Linked DNA regions of Sus scrofa: region 2 is linked to region 1. The links are chromatin contacts, called in public Hi-C maps. All regions are on one chromosome and are shown on one strand. Each heading gives the region's core, a stretch centred on a gene start, on an enhancer-like site or on the middle of the called end of the contact. The rest is flanking DNA. Distances are from core to core; before and after follow the strand shown.

Region 1 (6,032 bases), core at 2,009-4,508:
GTCTGCTGAGCGAGGCCCTCAGTCCTATTTGAAAGCTCCTCTGGAGGCACTAGCCCCCTGCTGGTCCAGTCCCTGCCCACCCAAGGTCAACTATTCAGCAGCAGAGCAGCAGAACTAGAATTACGATTCCTGCCTTACTGATGAAAATAACCACAATCTGTCTGGCCCCCTCACATGACACATGACAATGATCCTTGGGCATTTTGCAAAAGAACTGATTGCATTACGAGCAACAGCCACTGAATGCATGTTGGGATGCCTCAGACTGGGCCCACAGCCCTGGGCAGTTGGGAGGATATGCATGCACTGGAACAGGACGCTCAGGAAGTTGTGCAGGGAGAGGATGAAGGTGTCGGCCCACTGGCGAGAAAAGTAGGTAGCGAAGGTGGGGTTGGTGTCTGGGGATGGCAGGAAGGGCAGGGCAAACCAATCCTTCCACTCGGCCTGGTTCTGGAGCTCCGGGGCCTGCTTTGCAAAGAATTCCTGAGCCTTGTCATTTCTGTTTGTCTGCCAAGACACAGAGGAGGTTGCAAGGAAGGGGAAGAGACAGAAGTCCAGAGGTAAGATTCTTCTCCACTGCCCAGCAAAGAGCCTTTGAACCTCGGCCTGCTGGGTAAGTGGCCAAATGTGATCTATAAGCTCTATAAAATAAAGGAAATTGGAGTTCCCCTCATGGCTCAGTGGTTAACGAATCCGACTAGGAACCATGAGGTTGAGGGTTCGATCCCTGCCCTTGCTCAGTGGGTTAAGGATCCGGCGTTGCTGTGAGCTGTGGTGTAGGTCACAGATGTGGCTCGGATGCCACGTTGCTGTGGCTCTGGCATAGGCTGGCGGCTACAGCTCCAATTAGACCCCTAGCCTAGGACCCTCCATATGCCACGGGAAGCAGCCCTAGAAAAGGAAAAAAAAAAAAAAATTAAAGGAAATCATCATTCTTTTCTCAAGTCCTTCATAAACTTCGAAGAAGCTGGTTTAGGAGTTTCTGCTGTGACATAGCAGGTTAAGAATCCAACTGCTGCAGAGGCACCGGTTCAATCCCAGGCCCAGCACAGTGGGTTAAAAAGATCTGGTGCTGGTGCAGCTGCAGTGTAGGTCATAGCTGTGGCTTAGATCCAATCCCTGGCCAGAAAACTTCCATATGCCACACGTTTGGTCATAAAATTAAAAAAAAAAAAAAAAAAAGCTGGTTTAAACTAAAGTCCTGATGATAAATGGCATCCTCAAAATTAATTCCAAGCTGATTTTTCCATTATCCAAGTGATTTACTCCCCAGGTCAGCCATAATCTTTATACCTCAAACTTTAAGCCAGCTCCTTATATCCCTTAAAATACCACTCAGGCTTACGTGCTTAAAACAAGAGGGGAAATAGGAATGAGGAAGACAAGTCAGATGATCTACAGATCAGAAGGAAAAAAAAAGTCAAAAATAATTTGCACTGTGGCTGTTCCACCCCTTCCCAGAGTAACGGAGAGAGCCGTCCCTAGGCATTAAAAGAAAATCTACTTCTGGATCAAAGAACTCTCTCCACCAAGAAATTCCAGAACCAAAAGCACCTGGATTGTGTAGACGAGATAAAAGCGGAAAAGACTGGTTTTCAACTTGTTGATGGTGGGTCTATACATATCTTCCAAGCGGCTGAAGAGCCTACGCTCCAGGTAGTTCCAATAATCTCGAAGGGCAGCCAGGTCATACACCTGCATTAACTGCTGCAGCTGGTCCACAATCTTGTCCACCTGGTAAGAGAAAAACCCGATGGAGAAGGTGGTGTAAAACAGAAGGGATTTCTCCCTCATTTCAGAGTTAATACAGTTTTTCCTTTTGCTGTGGCTTCTGGATATTAAAAAAAAATTTTTTTTAGGTTAGCAATCTACAAAACTTTCAAAACACAATAATGTAATAGCTTTGAAGTTATTTCCTGATGTTAGATATGTGTTTTGACCCTGAAAGCAGGCATGGAAATTTCAAGTGTAAAAGCACTCTGGCCCGGAAACCAGAAGATCTGGGTCCAGGGCCTGGATCTGCCTCTGACTTACTCAACCATTCTAGCTACATCACTGCAACTCCCCGGTGACCTGAGATTTCAAAAAGCAAAAAAGAGTGAGACAACCTCCATGCTCCTCCTCCCAATGCCTCCATTCCAGGATTCCGTGTCCTCAAAGCACACCAAAACGCTGCCAGCTGCTCAGTGTTAGCCAAAGGAGTCTCCTCCTTGTGAGAAGTGATCACACCAGAGTACATGAGACGGAAAAGCTTTTGGATATTGAAACCATTCCAACACCCCTACTTTACAGATCAGGACACTGAGGCCTGGAGAGCTGAAATGATTTGCCTTTGCCACCAAGCAGCCACTAACTTCGGCAAGACAAGAACCCAGGTCTCAGAACTCCCCTCCAGTGTTCTTGCTGCTGGCTCACTGCCTCCCTCATTTCACCCGCCTACACCACCTGAAGTCAGCAAACATATACACAAATCACACACATGTAAATTCCAAGAATTTCTCAACAGAAAAATCACGTCGGAGCTAAGGAAGTATGTTTTCAAATGTACAGGTCTTCCTCAACGGTGAAGCAAAGCTGCCAATGAGTTACTGAAGAAGCCATTTCAAACACACAGACACCTGAACCCAGCCAAAGCATTGGGCCGCAGATCACTTTGCTCTCGATGCCAGTGGAAGCCAACTTTTAGATATTTCTGTTGCCAAAGCCCAAGCATCTACCCAACCTTAGCTCCTAAAACCTCATCACCATCCCGGCCAATGATTGGCCAGCACCTGCTGGGAGACGGGTGGAGAACGGAGCCCTGGACCGGGAGTCAGGGCACCAGGGCTGCAGCCTCAGTGATGCTCTGATTCGCTGGGCAACTTCAGGCAAGTCCCGTCCCCTCTCAGGGCCACAGTTCCTCATCTGTCAAGCGAGTGCCGGACGCGCTGATGTCGACGGTCCCCCTGGCGCGGTGACAGCGCCACTCCCGCCCGGGAGGGCAGTGCTGGGGTACAGCCAGCTCTAGGCTCCCTTGGGGCCGCCCCTGTCCGCGCCGCGCCTGCCGGCCTCTCACCCGAAACCCCTTCTCCTTGTCCGCCTTGATCTCGGCGTCCAGCTGCCGCAGTGTGTGCGTGAAGCCGCGAAAGAGCAAGTACTCGCGGACGAGCTCGTCAGTGCGCTCCACCGCCTCCGCCATCTCTGCGCCAGCGCCTTGAGGGGCAGAGGAGCGCGAGCGACGGAGGGGCGGGGCCTGAGCGGCGAGGGGCGGGGCCGGGCGCGGGCGCCGAGCGCGTCACCCAGCGGCTGGCCTACCAGCCCGCACGCACCGCGCGCCGCGCGCCTGTGGCCCCGCCCCGGCCTCGCCCCCGCCCCGCCCAGCTGCTCCCGTCACCATCACACCCCACACCACCCCCCCTCCAGGAGCAAATGAAAGAAGCGCGGCTCGTCAGAGTTTACTGGCTGCGGTTTTGTCATCTGAGTTATTGAAAGTGGCGGCTGCCGTCCAAGTCAAGGAGGGCCGGAGCTTGGTGATCATCCCAGATGGTCACGAGGCAGGCAGGGGGCTGAGGTGCCCTGCTTGTTGGTATTACATCGCGGAATCCTCTGTGCCCTGCACTCGTTTTACAAAGGGGGAAAACTGTAGTCCTGAGAGGCAGAGTGACTTGTGTGAAGCCACACAACCAAGTGTGTTATCAGAGAGCTCTGACTCCCCCAAAAGCCTGCTGTCATTAATAAGATATATTAACACCACAGGTACCCTGTTAAGTGAAAAAAGGCAAGTTTCAGAACAGTATTATAATATGGTTCCGGTTTCTTGAGCGGGGGAGGGAAAGGTATTCGTGTATGTGTTTGTGTGTACATTTTTAAAATTCAGGAATATTACATGCTAAGAGCTTGTAGTTATTTCCTCTAAGAGGTGAGACTATATAGGGGACTTTCACTTCCTATTTTTTAGTTTTTTGCTTGAAATTTTTATAAAGTGCCCATATATTTGTTAGCAGGGAACCTGTATCTTTGAGCCACACTTTCCTTGTCTTAAAATACTGACAACACCTACCTTGCAGAGTAATAATAAAAGTGTAATAAAATAATGTATGTAAAATGCTTAGCCCAATGAATAAGCCCATGGCTGAACTGCAAATTCTGTCCCCTTCTTCCCTCTAATGGTATGGCTGTCTATATTTGTCAAAGTACTACTCAGAATCACTACTGCCACTCAACTCAGATCCTCCAGTCCTACCACACGGAAATTTAGCCCCAAAGCTGTTCCGATCTGCCCCAGAGAACCCTGAAAAGATAACAAAGAGCAAAACCCATGGCAAGACAAGGCAGAGTCAGTCTTGTTCCACCCTCTGTGCCTGCTTTACCTGTCTCCATAGGTGTAAGTTTCCCCCAGGCAAACAGCCTTGCTGCACAGGCCAGGAAAGAAGAGTCACCTGTGTGATTACTAGGAGGCCCAGAGCAAATCCTTCTTTGACTGCAACCTTAGATCTTCAAAGGGGGGTGAACTTGGGAAATCCACACAAGTAGCCAACACCAAAACAAAACCTTCCCCTCCAGGGACACTGTGAATTAGGTTTCCCTAAAGACACCTTGAAGCTGCAGCCACAGCTTCTACCTCCCCCACCTCCAACTGCCCTGGCAACTTCAGACCAAGGCCTATAAAACCAACTAACATTGGTTTTCTAATCAACAAAAAGCAGCCCTCCTGGGTCTTAACAGGAACGCTTTCCTCTACCAGGAATGCCTTCTCCCAGATTCTCATATGAATAGCTCATTGGAGCAAACACACCAAGGGGGCTGCACATGTTTGCACTAATGTCACCTTCTCAGAAAGGTCTGACCATCCTGCAGAAAAGAGCAGTGCTCTCACCTCCAGAATTCCTGTCCTTCTTGACCCGTTAGATCCTTCTCCATAGCACTTATCACCATGTCACGGACTAGATATTTTACTTGTTTTATTTGTCCCCCACCCCCACCCCAAGTTATATGCTGCATAAAAAGAGATTTTTTTTTTTTCTGGATTGTTTGTTACTATATCCCCGTTGCCTAAAACAGTGGCTGGCTTATAGCAGATGCTCAATAAATATTTATGAGTGAGGACCATTTCTGAGGACCCAGCCACCCTCCAGCAGGACAGCCCTGTTAGAGGGAATAGAAACTCCTGGGTCACTCCAGTGTGTAGGCTTCTGACTGGTTCCTTGTCCAAAGTATCCCTCTTCCCCCGTTCCCCCTTTATACCATTTCACTCTTTAAAGATTTTAGAGGCATTTAACTGAGTTGTCTTTATGTAACTAGAGACGCCTAGATTTTCTAGCTCACTGATTAGCTCCAGCTGATCTGATTAAGCCTTTACTGCTTCTGCTCTGGCATCTGCTATCAAAGGAACAGGTAACCTGAGGTTCCTTTAAGCAAGTGCTATTGGGGGTCCACAGCAGTTCCTTATACAAAGAAAAGTATGTGGGTGCCCACGAGATGAACCACAAGTTATTTTGTCTTCCAATCTAATAATCTCTCTTTGCCTTTAAGCCTTAGATTTGGGCGAGGAGGAAGGACAAAAAGCCTGGGGACAGATGGGGGTAAACATTTAATGAACACCTACTAGATGGCAGGCACCGTACTAGATGCTGGGGACACAACACTAAGCAACCAGAGTCTCTTCCCTCAGTCTTAGCTCTGGCTGGTTGGAGGAGCCCGTGACTGAAGCACACACACCCTGGCTGTAGAGCGGAGGCTGGACTGGATGCAAGCAGGCCTGGGAGGAAGATGGAGGTCAGTTGGAGGCTGTAGCACACCAAGCAAGAGATGAGACTAGAGAGGGGGCAGCGGGGATGAAGATTAGGGGGAGGGCTTGAGAATTTCAGAGGAGTGGAATCAACTCGGCTTGATAATTAGCTCAGATAGATGAGGAGTAGAGACAGTGATTGGCAGGTTGCTGGCTTGGGCATCCAGGTGGGATGATAGGACCTCTCGAGGCAGGGGCAGCTCCAGAAGAGGAGACCATGGGACATCCAGACATACTCTTTGGTAGAAGCTAAAGTGAACAGGGA
Region 2 (6,032 bases), core at 2,336-4,835, 640 kb before region 1:
TACAGCTGCCAGCCTACACCACAGCCACAGCCTCGCCAGATCCGAGCTGCATCTGCGACCTACACCACAGCTCACAGCAACGCCAGATCTTTAACGCACTGAGCGAGGCAAAGGATCGAACCCATGTCTTCATGGATCCTAGTCAAGTTCGCTAACCGCTGAGCCACAGAGGGAACTCCTTTTTTTTTTTGGCTCTTTAGGGCTACACCCACAGCATATGGAAGTTCCCAGGCCAGGGGCTGAATTGGAGCTACAGATCCCAGCCACAACAATGTGGGATGGGAACCGCATCTGTGACCTACACCAAAGCTCACGGCAATGCCAGATCCTTAACCTGTTGAGCTAGGCCAGGGATCAAACCCGTGTCCTCAGGGATACTAGTTAGGTTTGTAACCCACTGCACCCCAGCAGGAACTCCTACCTCATGCATTCTTAAAGGAATGCAACATCACCTTCAAAGAGGCATCACCCTCCAAGAGGCAAAATCTGGTTTGCTGGGGGCAAAAAAATCTTGGCTTATAAAATGGTTTGTGGCCAGCCAAAGGGCCACAGGACACAGTCAGATGTAATCTGCGATGGTGAACTTTTATAGGGGAGGGAGGGAGCAATTAGGGAAAAATGTCTCAAAGGCTCCTGGGTGCGGGCAGAAATGGAGACAGGGAAAAACGGTTGAGAAACGCAGCTCTACCTCCTTCCCTAGGTTTGGACTACGTGAGTTACAATGGCCATTTGCTATCATTTTTTCAGCTGGGTCAAAACTTTTATCAGCAATAGGTCACTGGTCAGCGTCAGAAGTAATCTCTGTTTTAGCTACTTCCTGGCCATACAATGCCTGTGACTTATTTACTGTCCAGTGGAGAAGGAAAGCTTGCCAGGCGGAAACCATCTCTAAGCCACATGGTCCCTGAGGCAGAGATGCTCTCTCACGGGCCAAAGACCGTCACCTCCAAGGGGAGCGGGGCAAGTGTGAGGACCTTCGAAGGAACAGTGATTGGAGAGTCCCAGGGCCCTGCCAAGGGTCTGAAGGATACAACACAGCCTCCACAACACGGAAGATCCATGGAAACGAGGAATTGCACCCTCTTGCAGAACCTCCCCCAGTTTTCATGAAGATAAGCAAACACTCCATCTTCTGTCCAGCATCTCTGAAGGAATATATACCCACAGACAGGGGAAAGGTATTAACCACAATTTACAAAACTTTTTCACTTAGAAAAAAAAGGGGGAGGGGGAGTTACCACTGTAGTGCAGCAGGTTAAAGGATCTGGCATTGTCTCTGCCATGAGGAGGGTTCGATCCCCAGCCAGGGTTCAATCCCCAGGTTAAAGGAACTGGCATTGCAGCAACTGCAGCAAGGTTTTAGCTATCGCTCAAATTTGATCCCTGGCCTAGGAACTTCCAAGTGCCGTGGGTGTGGCCAAAAAAGAAAGAAAAAGGAAATCGACTCCAAGCCCAAGCCCATACTTAAACCGTTTATTCCACTGTCACCCCACCACCACCACCACCACCACCATGCCTCTCCACAATTCTGTACAACCTCATCTGCTCACCCTTCCAAATCTAAAGTTACCTCACTTCTTTGTATTAATTCAACATGTATCTTTAGGGTACCTACTATTTACCAGGCACTGTGAGCAGTGCTGTCAATAGTGGTCTAAGGCAAATGCTACCCTGCCTTCAAGGAACTTATTCTGCTGGGATGAATGATCTAAACGCACAGATTTGATAGAGCTATCTCAACCAAATATTCAGCTTTGGGAGTTCCTGCTGTGGCACAACGAGATTGGCTGCATCTCTGCTTGGCAGGACGCAGGTTCAATCCCAGGCCCAACACAGTGGGTTAAAGGATCTGCCGTTGCCACAGCTGCAGCTTAAGTCAGACTTGATCCCTGGCCCTGGGAATTCCATTTGTTGAGGAGTGGTCAAAAAGGAAAGAAAGGAAAAAAAAAAAAAAAAAATCAACTTTGTTGGGGGCGCGTTAGGTGGCTCAAGCAAACGATTTAAAACTTTTTTTTTTTTTTTTAAAATCAACTTTGACTCCTTATTTACCCCAGAACAGTGATTTTGAAATAAAAGATCTAAGGTCAGGACCATCATTTCTGAAAATACGAATTTAGAATAAAATTAGTAAAACACTTCCAACCCAGTAAGGTTAAGTATCGTTTTGTGGAACTTTTGTTCCAGTTACATGTGTATGTCTGTGCGTGATCACAGACACTGTACTTTGCCATTGCCAAGAAATTGTCTGTCCACATCCATTCCAAGAGAATAACCTGCCACAGATGGAATTTAACTCGAACAATGGTCATAATTCAATTACACCCTTAGAGCCACCACTGGACTTTATGAAGGAAACCCAATCACATGGATTCGGATCACTTTGGCCAAGAAACGCTCTTTGTAGGAGGCAACGCTACGACCTTTTATGCGCCTTATATTCACAGACTTTTCAACTGCAACTTTTAGGGGAGAGGTAAACACCAGCTTCTGGTGTATTTCAAACCATTTCACGGTGCCCTCAAGCCATCTAGCCTTTTCTTTCTGTGTATAAATATTCAATGCCAGACCCATACTCAAAGTTCCCGGGAAAACCCAGGTCACAGCTGTGGATGTACTATACAATACCCCGAAGCTAACTTACAAGCGGCTTAAAAATATTGGGTTTTGCCTCGGCGCCCATAATAACCCACCCCCCCCCCCCGGCCCAGTTTTCAGTTTATCAGACTACCCTCTTTTTACTCCTAACCATTTTTTGGCAGGTGTTAAGAGATTTCGGTGGTGTTGATGTTTTACTACTGACTCAGGCCTGCAGTGTTGACCACCCGGGGCCCGGATTCTCTGCCCAATTCCCGACACCCCAGGGGTTCGTCGCCCTTTGCTTGGGGACAGGTAAATAGATGGGTCCCTGGGAAAACTCGTGCCGCCTAATTAAATTATCTGCAGTCGCCCGTCTTACCTTGGGATGCTTATCCCTAAGAGAGCAAAAACGGAATTAGGTCTATTTGGAAGAAAGACAAAAGGCGCAGCCACAACAGGTGCCTTTAGGCAAGGGACGCCCGCACCCAACGCCCCACTCCTCTTTCCGCTCCACCTCCCAGGCCCCTCCCAACCTCCATCCCCAGGACCAGAGCGGCGGGTACTCGGGGAGCTCCGCTTCCTTCCGGCTCCCTCGGCGACTTTCCCGCTGGGGTCGGATTCAAAGTGCGGCCCTCGGATCCCATCCAGCAGAGATTTAAGGGTCGGCCTCCTGGGAGCCGCTCTCAAGCTCCCCCAAACAAGGCCCCCGGCCCGAGACCGCAAGCCGGCGGCGCGCTGCCTGCCTCGGCACCAGGGAGACCGTGCTGCAGGCCTGCTCCCGCCGGCGGCCCCGCCAGCCCGAGCGTGGCTCCTCGGAGGTCAGGCGTCCTGCGCTGGGGGCCGCTCAGGGTCACTCGCGGTCCCTCCCCTCCTCGGGTCGCGCCGAGCTGGAGACCAGCCCCAGACCACGCTCTCCCGGCACCTACCTTCCAGGTGCCCAGCCCCAAGATGGGCATCTTGGCACCGGTGTAGAGCACGAGGTGGCTGGCCATGACTGCGGAGCTCCTCAGACTCGGACCGGAGGACCACGCAGCCGAGGTGGCAGTATGGTCCCTTAAATAGCCTGGGAGAGCCGGCAGACGGGGCGGTTCGCTAGGCGCGGGGCTACACAAAGGCGGCTCCTGATTGGCCAGTCCACGGCGAGGATGCAACGCCGCGATTAGCCCCGGGGGGCGGGAGCGCGCCGGGTGAGCACGCTCCTCCCGCTAGGTCCTAGCGAGACCGGATTCTTTCCGCTCCGTGGTTTGCCCACGCCCCACGAGACCCAGGTGACTCCACAGCTGTGGTGTGTGGAAACGCGAATGCTTTTGCCAAAGTAATAGACTCCCCATAAATAAGTTGCTTGGGAAGGGGTTTGGGTTTCATTTTTTAAAAGAGCGCATATGTTTGTCTATTGTTCAAATCCAGTGTCGTGCTTTTTGGGAATTTAACAAAAGAGAGGTCCTTAATTTGTCGGAACAGACCGACTACTGCTATAGTTTAGTGGACTTTAACCATTGAAAGCTGCACACCAGAGAAATACCTCGCGATCTTGTTGCAGACCATCAGTTTAAGATTTGGTTGGGTTTGTCCAGCCTGCAGGGCTAGCTTCACACTCTATCCTGGGTGTGTCTATACTGAATGTGGTTCAGCAGGTCTTCTAAAAGCCAGTACCGCAAGGTTAGGAAGCTCTAATCCAGAACACACAGAAGACAGTCTTTGGAAAGTAAGACTCAATCAAGGTGGCAAATTTCATATACAGTAAGTTAGCAAAACTCTCTAGATCATTAAGGCAGAAACCCACAAAAGAAAAGTTAACTTTAATGCTGTAGCTTCAAGTATTCCAAATTAGGAGGTGCAAAATAATGGATTAATCAGCCCTAGTTAGCAGGTAAGAAAACACATTCTTTTCCAAGATACCCAAAGGAAAGTTGCTGGAAGAGCTTAGCAGACATTTTGGTTTCTTTCCAGCAACCTCTCTCCACAATGCTATACCCTACCCCAAACTTGCTCTTTCTGCTCCATCACCCTCCAATTTTTCCCCTAATTATGCAAGACTGGGAACTGCATCTGCCCCGGTAATGACTCAGGAACTAGACCTCTCTAAACTCTATTCTGGTGATTTTCCGTTTAGTGACTTCTAAAAAATCCCCCCCCCACCCCCACCCCCGGAAAACTTTATACCAAACAGACTAGCCCTGAGATTTTTCCATTTGACTTTTATAAAAACTGTTGTTGGTAGGCAAATTCTGATACTATTTGTCCCCAAAAAATAGAACTGTAATTTAAGCCTAGAGCTAGGAACTTAGTTTGTGGCAGAATAGCAGCAGCCCACCACTCTCCATTGGTAAGATCTCCATTGACGCAGAAGTTGCTGTCCAGAGGGCTAAGTCTCATGGCAAAATTATATACCTTGAGGGACCAGGTTGATATACATAGAGGGGTCATGTGTTAGAGACATAGATTCAATATGACTAGATTCAATAAGACTAGCTTCGTTGTCATTTCTTTGATGATCGAGTTGACTGCATGAAGGCATAGCTGGCTAAAAATGGAGAATTCTGACTGGGCTATCAAATGTAAAAAGTCAGATCTGTGGATCTTCTATTGCATCTAACTGTCCTGTTGCTTCTGTAATCTTTGTAAAATGCCATTGTGCACATATCAAAATTATGCTTTAGAAAAAAACATCAATGGACTACTTCTGAGAAACATTTTAGTAATTCTTATCAAGAGCATTAAGAATCTTGATGTACTCTGAATCAGTAATCCCATCACGAGAACCAGTAATCTCATCCTGAAGAAATAAGTGAAAGGAACACACACACACACACACAAACACACACATACACGTGCACATGTAGGAAAGACAGTTCTATGCACATAAATTAAAACTGTGACTAGCATACTATTGGACTATTCAAAGTAAAACTATGAACAGTCCAATAACAGCAAGAGGCAAAGTGTAGCCATTAAAAATGAAGATAATCTAGATACCGAGGAAACTATAAGTGAAATAATGCTAAGGTGAAAGTAGAAAACAAAATCATCAATAGGACATGATTATAAACATGAAAAACAATATAGGCTAAAGGTAGGAAGAAGCCCAGTTATAGGGAATACTGTTTGTCAGATTACTTCATTTACAAACACATTTTGCAAGTAAAAGACAATTTCTTCCTAACTCCCTAATTCCTATAGGATAAAAGTTAAATTCTCTAGCTTGGCATTCAAGGTCCTGTGAGGTCTGCTATAACAGTAAATATATGAAAAGCTACCAAATTGTACACTTTAAATGGGTGAATATTAAGGCATATGAATTTTATCTCAATAAAGTTGTTATCAACAAACACACAAAGTTTACATGCTTCCTGTCCATACAGGCTGGTGGCAGTGAAGGGAGGAAGTAGATTCAGATTCACACACAGTCCCTCCAGGACACAGGCTAGAGGTTCAACCATAGCTGCCCCAACCCA

The links. A called contact is a pair of places that touch in the nucleus more often than the background predicts.
Region 2: a Hi-C map of epiblast stem cells shows a contact between it and region 1, with 2.4 times the contacts expected there. The contact joins the promoter of AKR1B1 here to the promoter of WDR91 in region 1. A contact is called at or near these places in 1 of 47 Hi-C or Micro-C datasets (epiblast stem cells) and 1 of 2 datasets of contacts at active chromatin or transcription factors (skeletal muscle).

The regions. Positions count from the first base shown.
Region 1 is chr18:14,089,491-14,095,522 of Sscrofa11.1, reverse strand. It overlaps WDR91 (WD repeat-containing protein 91), which reads right to left and starts at 3,258. Exons shown (of 15, transcript XM_003134652.6): 1 at 3,056-3,258; 2 at 1,555-1,734; 3 at 300-507. The coding sequence starts at 3,178.
Region 2 is chr18:14,731,645-14,737,676 of Sscrofa11.1, reverse strand. AKR1B1 (aldo-keto reductase family 1 member B) reads right to left here and starts at 3,585. Exons shown (of 10, transcript NM_001001539.2): 1 at 3,504-3,585. The coding sequence starts at 3,569.